2 separate regions of the Gossypium hirsutum genome follow, and region 2 is linked to region 1. The links are chromatin contacts, called in public Hi-C maps. All regions are on one chromosome and are shown on one strand. Each heading gives the region's core, a stretch centred on a gene start, on an enhancer-like site or on the middle of the called end of the contact. The rest is flanking DNA. Distances are from core to core; before and after follow the strand shown.

Region 1 (6,379 bases), core at 3,782-6,281:
GCATAGTGACTACATCACCCTCTTGTATCCCCTCTTCACCTTCTGTTTCACACGTGATATCAACTGTCAAGGAAGGCATCATTTCAAGAACCATCTCCACATCTTTGGTTTCAGTAGAAGATAATCCAGCAACCTGAGTCAGCAGTTCAACCCGGTCTTCTAAGGTCATGTCACGAAGCTCTTGAAACGTTCGCACTTTCTGCAGACATAGTGAGAAAATTTTTCAAACCAAAGAATAATAGGAAAGCAGGTGCAAAATGTTCGGTAATGCCATGTCCCATGATTCTTGCATGTTACCACAACATCAAGGCAAACATCTTTTATAGAGCATTTGCCAATCTGTCAACTAAACAATGGAATATTTTCGCTTCATTCTAAGACAATTTAACCATTTCCATGAATGTAAAATTTTCAATCTGAAGTCTCTGAGGCTTCAGCTACTTAACCAGTGTTTTTCTTTCTAATCCACAAATAACTTAATCCAAAAACGTCATCAAATGGTTCACATGGTGTGCCTTGATACATAGATATTAACCAAGCACCAAAGGATACAACCTGAAAAGCAGCCTAAATACAGGTGGCAACATAGAATTCTTGCAGATGCATCACAACTCTCTTAGTGCAGTACAAAACCAATAAAAGAAGTATATGACTACCTTCCGTGCTATCTTTTTAACTATGGCCTCGCTAAAATGCGGCAACTGTAGAAAGGGTGCAACACCTTCACTAGATCCCCCAGCAACCTTTCTAGCACTTAGCGGAACAGCCTGGCTCAATTAATAATTAAAAAATAAAACTATTCATCAATTTGTTGAGAGGGAGAGAGATAATAAAATAAGAAGAATGACACTTCTAATAAACTAATAGAGGATGACTAGATATAACAGTATTAGAAACAAGTCGCAGTGAAGACAACCTGTAGAATTGTTAGAAGAGAAGGTTTACAAATAGGGATTTAGTATGAAATTGCAGTAAGGAAGATAACAAAAAAACAAAAAGAATTGGTCAAATGCAATAGGAAAAACAAAATGAAAGGATTGCCAATGGCGCCACACACACACATAGACAACTGAGACAGCAGTGTGTGACCAAAAATTAATATTCCACTCCAATCCCTAAAAGGAAATACAACTTGCTAAATCTAAAGAAAAAAGAAAGAAAAGAAAAGAAAAAGCCTATATTGGGTCCATTTAGGAAATTGATCCTTCTTAAACTCACCTTAACGCCAAGCATATGCAAAGCAAACAATTTATTATGCTGCATATTAACATTTTCCTTTTGATATTTTGCAAATGAACGCATATATGGAGGTAACATAATATGGCACCATAAAATCATTCACAAGGAAAGCACCAAACTTTTTTTCAAAGATTCCTCCCAAAGAGTTTATAGGCATACCTGAATGATATTCTGAGAAAGCTCAACCACGCCAATAGCAGGTCTCAACCATCCATGCCCTTGAGCAGTACGTGGTAGCAATGCCATCTGTATCCATATATAACATAGTGACCATTACAGCTTCCAATGAATGCTGATAGAAAATTTTCACTTGCAAGCATCAGTTTTCCGAAAAAGTATTAAGATAGCATAGCACCTAGAAAATGCACTCACACAACGCTGCCTGCTATTGAACAAAATGGTTTTGTTGTCTAGGAATTTCAAAATATTAGGGCCTAATGCACTAATTATCTAGAATATTATGACTAGCAAGAGGGACTGCAACGGACTGTGAGACCAACTTGTTCTTTTTCACTTCTTTACCAAAGAGACTGAGATAGTAAATGCACTTGATTTCTTACTAAATCTTTCAAAAGCTTAGCTGCCACAAGAGTACCAAAAAGTTTCAAGAATAATATCAATCATCTTTAGAGAAACAGTAAAAATCAGGAGCTAATCTTATCAATATGCTCAAATGTGAATGCATGTGCAAGAGAGGATTTTCAAAAATCAAGTGCAACAAATCCATTATCGTGCTAGAAGAACTGAGAAATTTAAATTCACCTTCACTAGTTCCTCAAGAAGGCGGGGTGAAAGCTCTAGCATACGTCTAAAATCACGCAACAAAGCTGGTGTCAGAGCTTTAGACTCACGAGTCAACTGGGCTTGGATCAACAATTCTGCCTGAAAAGTACAAAGGTAAGTAATATAAAGCAGCAAGAAGAATGAGCCTTAACTTCGGAGTATTTGAAACAATGAGATACTAATGCCTCCGTTTGGCTATTGATGTAATAACATGAGGAAAAAGCTTATTTATTATGTATGTATTACAATAGTTAGACATAAAATAAAGAATAGTTAGTACAAATTTAAACTTGAAATTAGAAAGATGAGGAAAAACTTTTGTAAAAATAAGACCTCTTAAAAGAAAACAAAAAATTTCCCTTCTCCTTTCCTAAAACAAGTTATGTGAGTGGCTAAAAATTACCAATTGAAATTAGCTTATAGCTAACTCATATAATAAAACGTGCTGAATAAATAATGTTCCTACCAAACGTAGCATAAAAGAAATAGACGAAAGCAAGGTTGCATGTCAGCCACCTTTACTAAAGCTGGATGCTGCTTCCAAAACTTGGCTTGTTCTTGGCGAATATTCTTGAGGTCCAAGTTTAGCTCACTCCTAACCAACATAAATAATTTCTGAAGGGGTTCCCCATCACTTCGCCGTACTGGAATTTCCATGAATTCTGCAGCTTTTATAAATACACCCAGGACCTTGCTGCAAAATTAGGATGATATTGAGAAACAAAATGAAAAATAAGAGCAAGCCTTGTCGAACATGGTCAATTGAAGTGTAATTTATGAAAGCTTTTTGTTTGACACTATTGACTTCAAGTCTTTATGATGCTAAGCGTCAATGCAACCAGGAGTAAGGCGAGAGAAGTATCTCTCTCATTAGCCTAGTTGAACTTCTGGCTGGTGTGAAAATTTCAAGCCATTACTGAAATTTTCTATATAATTTAGAAATACAAAGTAGTAGTTAACTTTTTATAAGCACTTTTATACAGTAAAAATTTATACCTTGGGGCTAAAGAAGGTTTCATGAAATAGTAGTAGGCAGACAATGTTTGGTGCATCACATAATTTCCAGTGTATTTGGCTGATCTTGAAAGATATATAACAGCCAACACCAAAGGCAGAAGGATGCATACTCCAACTATTCCTAAAAGAAGTATTCCACCTGATGCTCCATCAATATTCAACAGGAATGGAGGTAGGGCTATACCCATTTGAAGCCCCTAAATTAAGAATCCAAGAAAATTGGAAAAAGAAAAAATCAAAATCCCTTGTTCATGAAACTAGCAGCGTCTGCAACAAAAGATGAAACAAAGAATCTGTTACCTGCCTGCCATCAGGGTGGCCATACTTTTCAAAATTCTCCCGAGAGACTGGATCTGTCAGGGCCTGATAAGCCTTTGAAATGAATTCAACAAAATAATCATGGGCCTCTGAGAAGAGCCGGGAGGAGGAAATGGTAGATAGGTATTAGGTCTTCCAAAAAATCAATGTATTACAAAAACCAGATATGGAACAAAAAATTAAACCTATAACCTGGATCTGGATTTTTATCAGGATGATACTGTATGGAAAGTCTCCTATATGCTTTCTTTATGTCTGAATCTGAGGCTCCGTGTTCCAAACCAAGAATACTGAATGGCTCAAATACTTTAAACTGCAAACCAAGAAAAATGAAGACAAATCATGTTCTATCATGAGAAACAAGCCAAGGCACATCACATACAGAGTATAAAATGTTGAAGAAACAACCAACTGGCTGTTAGCATTAATATATTAATACATGACCAAGCTGATACTAGCATATGAACATTCAGTCCACATCCAAAAACAAAAACAAATAGGTGAGAACAGATGCCTATACTTTCTCAAACCACACATAAGATATAAATTCTTCACCTAAACCCAAAGTTCCAGCAGAGAGGATGAGGTTTAGCAGCTGACTACTAGATTAAATCATGTAGTCATCAGATATTAAGAACAAATGGATTACCTCATGACTTGTATGCTTGATATAGTATATCAGCACCACCATGACAACCCAGAGAAGCACAAGGGTCAGATTACTACAAGTTGAGAAGTTCGAGATCTGCAAAAACAATCCAAAATATCACAAATACTTATCAAATTCAAACAAAGTTCCAGACGATAAATGAAATACAATCAGAAGCATATCTACCCGTTTGAAAATTGATTTCCTATACTTCCCAGACCGAGAACACACAGAACACTGGCAATGGATAGTCATTGCCTTCTTCGAGAATGTGTTTAATATCTTAACTATAGTGTATGGCACTAATGGCAGAGCCATTATAGTCAACACAAAGATTGGAAACAAGGCACTGTTCTCTTCCGAAGCACCCATATTCACCTTCTTACTTCAAAAATAAAATTCAAGGAGATCTTTCTTCTTTATATAACTCTGTGACAACAATTTGAGAAACAATCAACCGAGGAAAATACAGATAAAATCTTAATTCGAAATATGCCTATCCAATTCTCCTTTGGCAGAAAAACAAAATTGAATTATTATACTATAAATTAACTAATTAAAGTTTGGCACCAAAATTACATTTACATTAAAACTCATCAGAAATCAAAATAAAATCATTATTGAAATTATTTCTCAAATAAACCTTAAACTGGAACTTCCCGCCCCATGAATATCGAACTTGAATGAATATTCATTCCAGGAAAAAAAAAGGGTAAATAAATAAACCCATATGTTAATATGCTTCAATTTATTGATTTAATAAATAAACTAACGGAGAAACAAAAACCTTACTATTAAACTACTAGAGCTGATCGAATTTCTGTCTAGAAACTAGAAAGCAAAGCGTTTCAGCAGAAGAAGATTCGATTTTATTACTATTACTATTATTCTTCTTTGGTTAATAGAGATCTTACAGCAGAATTTAGCGGAGGGATGCCAGATCTCTATGGTGTGTTAGCTGCTTCACCTTCAGTTCTGGCCCAGGCTTCGGCTTGGCCTTCTTCTAAGTTCAAATTGCGATTTTAGTTCGTGGACCCAAAGCCCAACAACATCCAAAAATCCTAACTGAAAAGGGAAAGCCAGCCCCGGCCCTTTTTCCTTCCCCGTCAACTTCTGCGCGTAGCACAAACTTAATTTATAAAGCGCATACAATCGAATTCATATAGCAAATTCAAAGAATTTATTTCTACAATTTAAAAATTAACTTCACTTTTATAATTAAATTTAAATAAATATTTTTGTAACGACTCAATTTTTAGTGATGTTAAAAAATACAATTTCGAGACTTCATTTCCATAAACGAGTTTGTAAATATTAAATAAAGATGTTATGGGATTAGCATATTAATGAATTGAAAATTGGTTAAGAGATTTAGTCGAAATTGTGAGTAATTAAGGCTCAGAGACTAAATCGCAAAAATTTAATCGCTATAAATTTTTAGTTAGAATAAGGCTTGGGGATTTAAATAGCAATTATCCAAATGACTGGCTAATAAACCAATTTTAAATGAATGTGGGATGTGATGTTAATTGTCATTAGATTTAATAAATTAAGGATTAAAGTTTAATTAAGCCTTGTTAAAGTAATTAATTAAATTAAATCTAAGTATATAAGTAAATTAAGTGGGAAAAAAAGATGACAATGTAACACCCCTTACTAGAGTCTGAGGCCAGGACTGGGTACGAAGCCATGCATACATTCGTTTTTGAGTCACCGAGACTTGATTAAATTTAAAACTCTTTAGAACTCTATTTAAACTCCTTAAAGTGGGCCTACAAGGCCTCAAAATTTCTTTGGAAACCCTTCGGAACCAACTCAGGTCCTTAAATCGACTAAATAAAAATGATTCTTAAAACAGGGCACAAGCTTGTGTGGAAGGGCAACACCCCCATGTGGTCGTTATAACATGGTCGTGCTGATGGCCTGTGTGACTCACACGGCCTAAGCATCTAGGGACACGCCCGTGTCCCATACCCGTGTGAATTTAATTCCAAATTTGAACCTACAGTGGTTTTCACACGACCTAACACACGCCCGTGTCTATGGCCCGGCCATGACACGCCTGTGTCCTAGCTCGTGTCTAAAAACCTTGACATTCTGTTTCTAATGTCAGTATCCAATAAGGGGCACATGACCAAGGCACACGCCAGTGGCCAGAGGCCGTGTCCTCCACACGGCTAAGACACACGGCTATGTCTCTGCCCTGTGTTTACTACCATGCATACTGGCTTGAAATTTTTACGTGCAGGGGGCACACGGTCTGACAACATGCCCATGACACATGGCCTAGACACATGCCTGTGTGTTTACCCTTGTGGACAACATAGGGCTATTTACCAAGTCCTTTTGCCACCCTGAAACACAAAATAACAA
Region 2 (6,436 bases), core at 3,053-5,552, 240 kb after region 1:
GATTAAATCTTTTTCTAGTTAAGTGATTTTTCAATTCAATCTCGATTCTAACTATTTCTTTTAGCATGTGACCACACCCCCTAACCAAAGCCACGTTACAACCCTCTAAAGACCTTTTGATTGATGGATCATCTCAAATTATAGTGGTGGAGATGTGATTTTCATGCAAACCTATGGTCATAACTTTTCATATTGACTGATGAGTGCTACTCACATTGTCCTTAAACACTTTGAGTGATTTGAGTGAATCTTTAGTGAGGATGTTAAACTCCGTGAGCTTTCGAATCGAAGTAACCACTTAGATAATGAGAGATGGCTAAAGTTTTGCATGATTAAATACTCAACTTGGAATGTTTGAAACTTTGATGTTATTTTAGTTGAATTTTTAATGTATGATTACCTATGGATTATTTTAAGATATTATCGATAGAAATTATAGGTTGAGAAGAATTTATTTTGATTATGAGTTGAGAATTTTGCTTGAGGACAAGCAAATGCTTAAGTGTGGGGGTATTTGATAAACCGTAATTTATACATATTTTTACGCCGTGCTTAACGCATTTTATGGATGATTTTTCTTTAGAATTTTTGAATTCGATGCTCCTAATGCCTTAATTTCATGTTTTATACTTAGGTGAGCAAAAGAGAGCGAAAGGAACGAGAAACAAGCCAAAAACTGAGAAAATGGGCCAAAGTACAAAATCAACACGGCCTAGACTTCCTCACACGGGCAGACCACATGGTTGTGTCATTTTGGTAGAATCAAAGCACGACTCACACGGGTAGACCACACGCCCGTGCCTATTTAACAGGCTTGACCACAGCCTGAAGTAATCACAAATGGATGTGTCCCTGTCGAGCCCAAGTTGAGTCCAATTCAAAAAAGGCTAATTTTGAGCGCTTTTAGGCATTCTACAGCCTATAAATACGCCCTAAAGGAAGAGAAAAAGGGACACAGAGAGAAGGAGGCAGGGAACTTGTGACAGCCCTAAATTGACCCTAGTCGGAGAGTGGTTTCAGGACCATGAAATCGAGTCTTATAAATAATTAAAGATTATATTATGTGTTTATGATGTGCGTAAATGCTTGTGTGATAGTTCCATACTTTAATTTGGTCAGTGTATGTGAAATTTATTAGTAGGGACTTATGTGAGACAATTTAGAAATATGCTAGGCAAGTGTTCAAGTGGCCTATTAATATATGTGGGAGAGTGATTGTCCTTGCATGTCAAATTAGCCAAATTAAAGCATAGTGGCCGGCCATGCTATGGGTGGAAACATGTCACAAACATGTTAGGTTAGTGATGTATGTTAGGAAAAATAAAATAATGAGCATGGTAATTAAATAATGAAAGGGAGGAGTGATGAAAAAAAAATGGTCTCATCCATGCCCCCCCCTTTGCCGTGAGTGGAAGAAAGAAAACAAAGAAAAAAAAATGTGTGTTCATCCTTGAACATCTTATAAAAAGTTAGGTCACGTCAAAGCAGATTGTTATAAATTGCGAAATAAAAGAGCTACTGAGAGTAACGAGGAAGATGTAGCTGGTGCTAATTTGGCCGATGAAAACGTGATGATTTCTTATTAGTGTTAAGGAGCGATAATTTCAAGCTCATGTCCGAGTGGATCCTAGATTCGGGATGTTATTTCCACATGTGTTCCGATAGAGAATGGTTCTCCACATACAGTTCAGCTGAAGGTGGACTTATGTGCATGGGAACGATTCATCTAGTAAGGTAATTGGTATTGGTACTGTTAAAATTAGGATACACAATGGGATGATTATGACACTCTCAGATGTTAGGTATGTACTTGATTTACGAAAGAATCTCATCTCATTGAGTATTTTAGACTTGAAAAGATGTAGAATTGACATCAAGTCGAGCGGCATTAAAGTATCTTGTGGAGCTCTCATTTTATTAAAAGGTAAAAGAACCAATAGTCTTTATATTCTGGAAGGTTCTACAGTGATCGGTGAAATCGGACGTCCCTTGTCCGTTATGGAGTCGAAGTCAACTAATTTGGAGTAGAGGCAACTTGGTCATAGGAGGGAAAAATGTATGACTGTTTCATTGAAGAGTGGTTCTCTTTTGGATGCAGGTTTTGAAAAGTTAGGGCACTGTGTTCGTGAAAATCAGACTCGGGTTAGTTTTGATTTGGTAGTGTACAAGTCAAATGTTAGAAGTCTTCCAGTTTCTAAGCACAAATTCGACTAAGTTAATTCCCTGCATAGTTCAAGATAAGCTCGTGGAGGGCTTTGGCAAAGATGGTGTTGTGGAAATATGAGTCAAGGTGGAGATTTGTTAAATGTGACTCCTATTTTCAATCAAATTTGAGAAATAATCTTTTAGTTAAACTCTGTTTATTTGTTTCAATCAAACACTAATTAGTTTAGATTATTTTATTATTATTTGACCTATGAATTTAGCCTATAAATAGGCTTTTTTACAACATTAGAAAATACACCAATTAGATATTAGAACTCATAACACATTTAGAGAATTTTGTGTTTATGCTTTGAGGTTCTTTGTTTTTGGGTTTTCGAGGTTTAGTTTTTATCTCCATCTTTTGTACTCTTTGTTCTTTTGCCATTATAGTAAAATTATCTTTGCCTGTGGTTTTTTATCCTCTTTGGAGGGATTTTTTAACGTTAAATTTGTGTGTTCAATTTCTCAATTTATTCCGCTATTTTTTCTAAAAGAGCCTATTTATAGGCTAAATTCATAGGTCAAATAATAATAAAATAATCTAAACGAATCAGTGTTTGATTGAAACAAATAAACAGAGTTTAACTGAAATATTATTTCTCAAATTTGACTAAAAATAAGAGTCATATTTAACAATAATATTTTGGAACATATGGAAATGTTATGGTGATGTTTGGATATGTTTTGGAGTGTTTTAGAACAAACTTTTAGTTGAAGGCCTTAGTATCAATACTTGGGCTTAGTAGTATCACAACAAGGCAAACACAATCCAAATTGCTACAGTCCAGGGACTTGTATTGGTACATCTATGGACTTGTACCACAACAAGTGCCTTAGACTCAAGCAACTGCATTGTTTTGAGTCGTTTTGACTTTCTGAGTTCTGTTTTGGGTCTCAACGACCTCCTAGCATCTTCAAAATGATTTTAATTGTATTTAAAGACTTTTAATTGTCCTAAAATTGAATTAATGATTTTATAAAAAAGTTTTAAAGTTTCAAGTTTAGTAAAATTTTTATTTCTTTCAATTCAAATGATTTCATTTTACGCCGATAAGCTTCAAACACTTGGCTTAGAATTTAAATAAGTCCTAATATGTATCTAATTACCCAAAATGATTTCAAATCATAATTGATACTTTTTTAAATGTTGGGAATTGTTTTATGACTTTTATAAAGTTGTCAAATGGTATTTTATTAAAAGAATTTTTTTACTATGATTTAAAAAGTGCTTTAATAGTACCTCCCATTCATAATATACGCCGAGACGGATAAGAAATGTTACAACCATACCTTTCTTAGACGAGCAACATTATTATAAAGCCTCCCTTATCATACCAACCAATGAAATTGATGAATCTACTAGGGTCCTTTATATGACCACATCACCTTCCAAGCATGATCCTTAGAGTCCATTCATCCTAGACAAGTTGCTGATAAGCAACCAAGACAGTGCACTACTCAATGCTAACCATGTCCACTTACAAATATCAACCCCAACTAGAAAAAAATAGAAGTGCCGTGTACATGTAAGAGAGCCTTCTAACTACTATTACCGGCAAATTTACCCCATTCCTAAATATTATAGTCATTAATCATGTCAGAAACTAAAGAAGTCTCATCCATTAGGGCCATACAAAGATTCTTGATGTAATTTTCCAATAAAATGTTTTAATCCAACTAACAAGTATGTTAAATAATTTTATATGAAAATTTTATATGAAAAGCTGCAGTAATTTATGGGCCCAAATTTATACACATCTTTTTTGGCTTTGGGAATTACGACCATCTTGATTTTGTTTAGCTCCCTCATCATGCAACTTTGAAAACTAGTAATAAAGTAATGGAAATGATGGCAGTGGTTTCACCATCCGTTGTTCCTGTCTATTGCTTATTAAGCAGAACCCACTTGACTAAGGCATCGGTTAACGGTTCCAATTTCATGAAAAGATCGAATGAGTTAGATGAACGGCCGATAAATGATAATGAATACTAGGTAGGTCCCACAGTCCAAATCACCCATTCCCATGCAATTCTCCACGGCACATGTAGCATTCCCCATTCATTTAATTTAGTTCCCTCAATTTTGATTTTAGATTTTTCATTCATATTTCACGCTTTTCTCAGTGTAACTCATTGCCGATATTTGCTCTTCATTCTCTCTCTCCCACGGATCTGTATTTTATTTTCAAAGAAAAAACACTTTTCCTCTCCTTTACTACCTTCCGAATCAGAAAAAGTAAAAAAAGAAACTGTGAAAAAATAATGCTTTTTAGTGTATCTGGTTTACGGTTTCCTCGTGTGTCTCCAGTCTACAGGTACTGTGCGTCAAGCTTCAATGGCGCTTCTACGAGTTGCAGTTTGTCGCTTTTGTTGAAGAAGCATCACTTTTCTCGTATTCAGCCTCCCTTCTCTTCTCTATTTTCTTTATATATTTTGTTTTGTTCAGCTTCAACTTTCATAACTTCTTCTATTTTTCTATAACTGATCTAATCTTGTTTTCATTTTCCTATTAACAAAAAAAAATTATTATGAAACAGTAATCGGTTAGCTTTAGCAAGTTTTATCACTCAAAACTATAATGCTTGATTTATTTAAGAAAAAAAAGTTGGAAACAATGGCGAAAAGGAGTTCCGAGTTGTAGATGATCCATACGAAGAAACGAAAAGAATTCAAATATTCTGTCCTTTAATGAAATTTATAGTTAAAGTATGAATATTTAAATATTCTTTGATGCACGCTATGGCTATCGCGATCGCCAACGAGTGATTTGTTAATATTGGAAGAAACATGGATTGTTGAACAACTGATCACCATGTTCAAAATGTTACCGCTGAACTTGTTGCAATAAAAAAAATTGCAACGAAGTTTCTGGTTTATGAAATGAAAAACTAATAATTGCATATGGAAGGAACTGTAAAAAAGGACGATAATTTAATTTCGCAGTTAGGGAACCTTAAGTAGAAAATAAAATCATAACTATTAAAAGAGTTATAGGCGTATAATTTGTTGCATCATCAGCCTATTGTCAAAAGTCATGGTTGGATCATTTCCTTTATTTTCTGAGTTTCCCGATATGGCTGTTGATTCTGATTTCTCTTCTTCTGTAATGAAGACGGATCTGAATTTGTTAGTATAATTTTAGTACTGGAAAAAGAGTTCTCTATGAATGGTGACTGCTTTTATAGACATTGGCTTCACAATATGTGGAGAATTGATTTGATGCTTGCTTGTAGGGAGGATCTTTATAGAAAAGTCTTCTTCTCATTCAGCCTTCTCATCCTTAACCGTTGCTGCATCCAAGAAAGTGCTGGATCCCGGTGGTCAGGGTGATGCTTCTTCACCCATGACAGATCAATTGGAAAGTCCTAGCACTATTTCAGATGATCCTCAGGTTTGCAATTTTCTGAGAATAATGCGTACTGTGTTTTGAATTTACAGAAATATTACTCTTTTCTTTTAGATTGAGTGCAGTTGAATTTTCATGATTTTATACTTGGGAGTAAATTTGGAAAATGAAATTCTGGGATGGTGTTTGTGCCATTCAAGCCTGTTGATTCGTGTGGTTCTATGTCTGAACTCCGAATCTTTTGAAAGTAAAATTATAATAAACAACATATAAGGATATATTTGGGAACGGTATGTTCTTGGTTTTTTTATCTTTGATGAAGTCATTCAAGCTTGTTGGTTCTCTAAAACAGTTTTTAACCTCTTTTTTTTTTTTTTTTGAAAACTTGTGACTCTGATTCTGAACAATTACTGTTTTGGAAGAAAAATTATAGTAAACGGACATAAAAGTTGAGCAGCTGAGGACTAAGGTTGAGGAATGGCATTTTCTTAGTTTTACTTTTATCTTTGAAGTTCTACATTTTAGGTAACTAAATCAAATGCAAAGAGTAAAAGTCCTTATCTCTTTATGGTTCTACTATAGGTAATTCATAATGTAGATAGTGAAGGAATGGAAGATGAAAAAAAGATTGAAGTTGAAGAACAAGAATCTTTTCCGTCTGTGTTTTCAAATAATGATGAAGAAGCTCATGCTGAGGAGCCATCTGTCCCTTTACACAGGAACGCAAGTACTGAGAAAACTGAAGCAAAACCAAGGTCCATTCCCCCTCCTGGTGCAGGGCAGAAAATATATGAAATAGATTCACTATTGTTGGGTTTCCGCGATCATATCGATTACCGGTAATATAAATCTTCTTTTATTTACTTGTATGCGTCTCATCTGATA

What was found. Hi-C and Micro-C count contacts between places; a contact is called where the count stands out from the background.
Region 2: a Hi-C map of leaf shows a contact between it and region 1, with 8 times the contacts expected there. The contact joins the promoter of LOC107948121 here to the promoter of LOC107910274 in region 1. A contact is called at or near these places in 5 of 34 Hi-C or Micro-C datasets (hypocotyl and leaf).

Annotation. Positions count from the first base shown.
Region 1 is chrA04:55,853,131-55,859,509 of Gossypium_hirsutum_v2.1, forward strand. It overlaps LOC107910274 (dnaJ protein ERDJ2), which reads right to left and starts at 5,032. Exons shown (of 11, transcript XM_016838080.2): 1 at 4,921-5,032; 2 at 4,193-4,435; 3 at 4,007-4,102; 4 at 3,550-3,670; 5 at 3,340-3,446; 6 at 3,019-3,236; 7 at 2,539-2,716; 8 at 2,002-2,121; 9 at 1,399-1,485; 10 at 657-767; 11 at 1-199. The coding sequence starts at 4,378.
Region 2 is chrA04:56,094,267-56,100,702 of Gossypium_hirsutum_v2.1, forward strand. LOC107948121 (1,4-alpha-glucan-branching enzyme 2-2, chloroplastic/amyloplastic) reads left to right here and starts at 4,303. Exons shown (of 22, transcript XM_016882590.1): 1 at 4,303-4,597; 2 at 5,439-5,596; 3 at 6,134-6,390. The coding sequence starts at 4,468.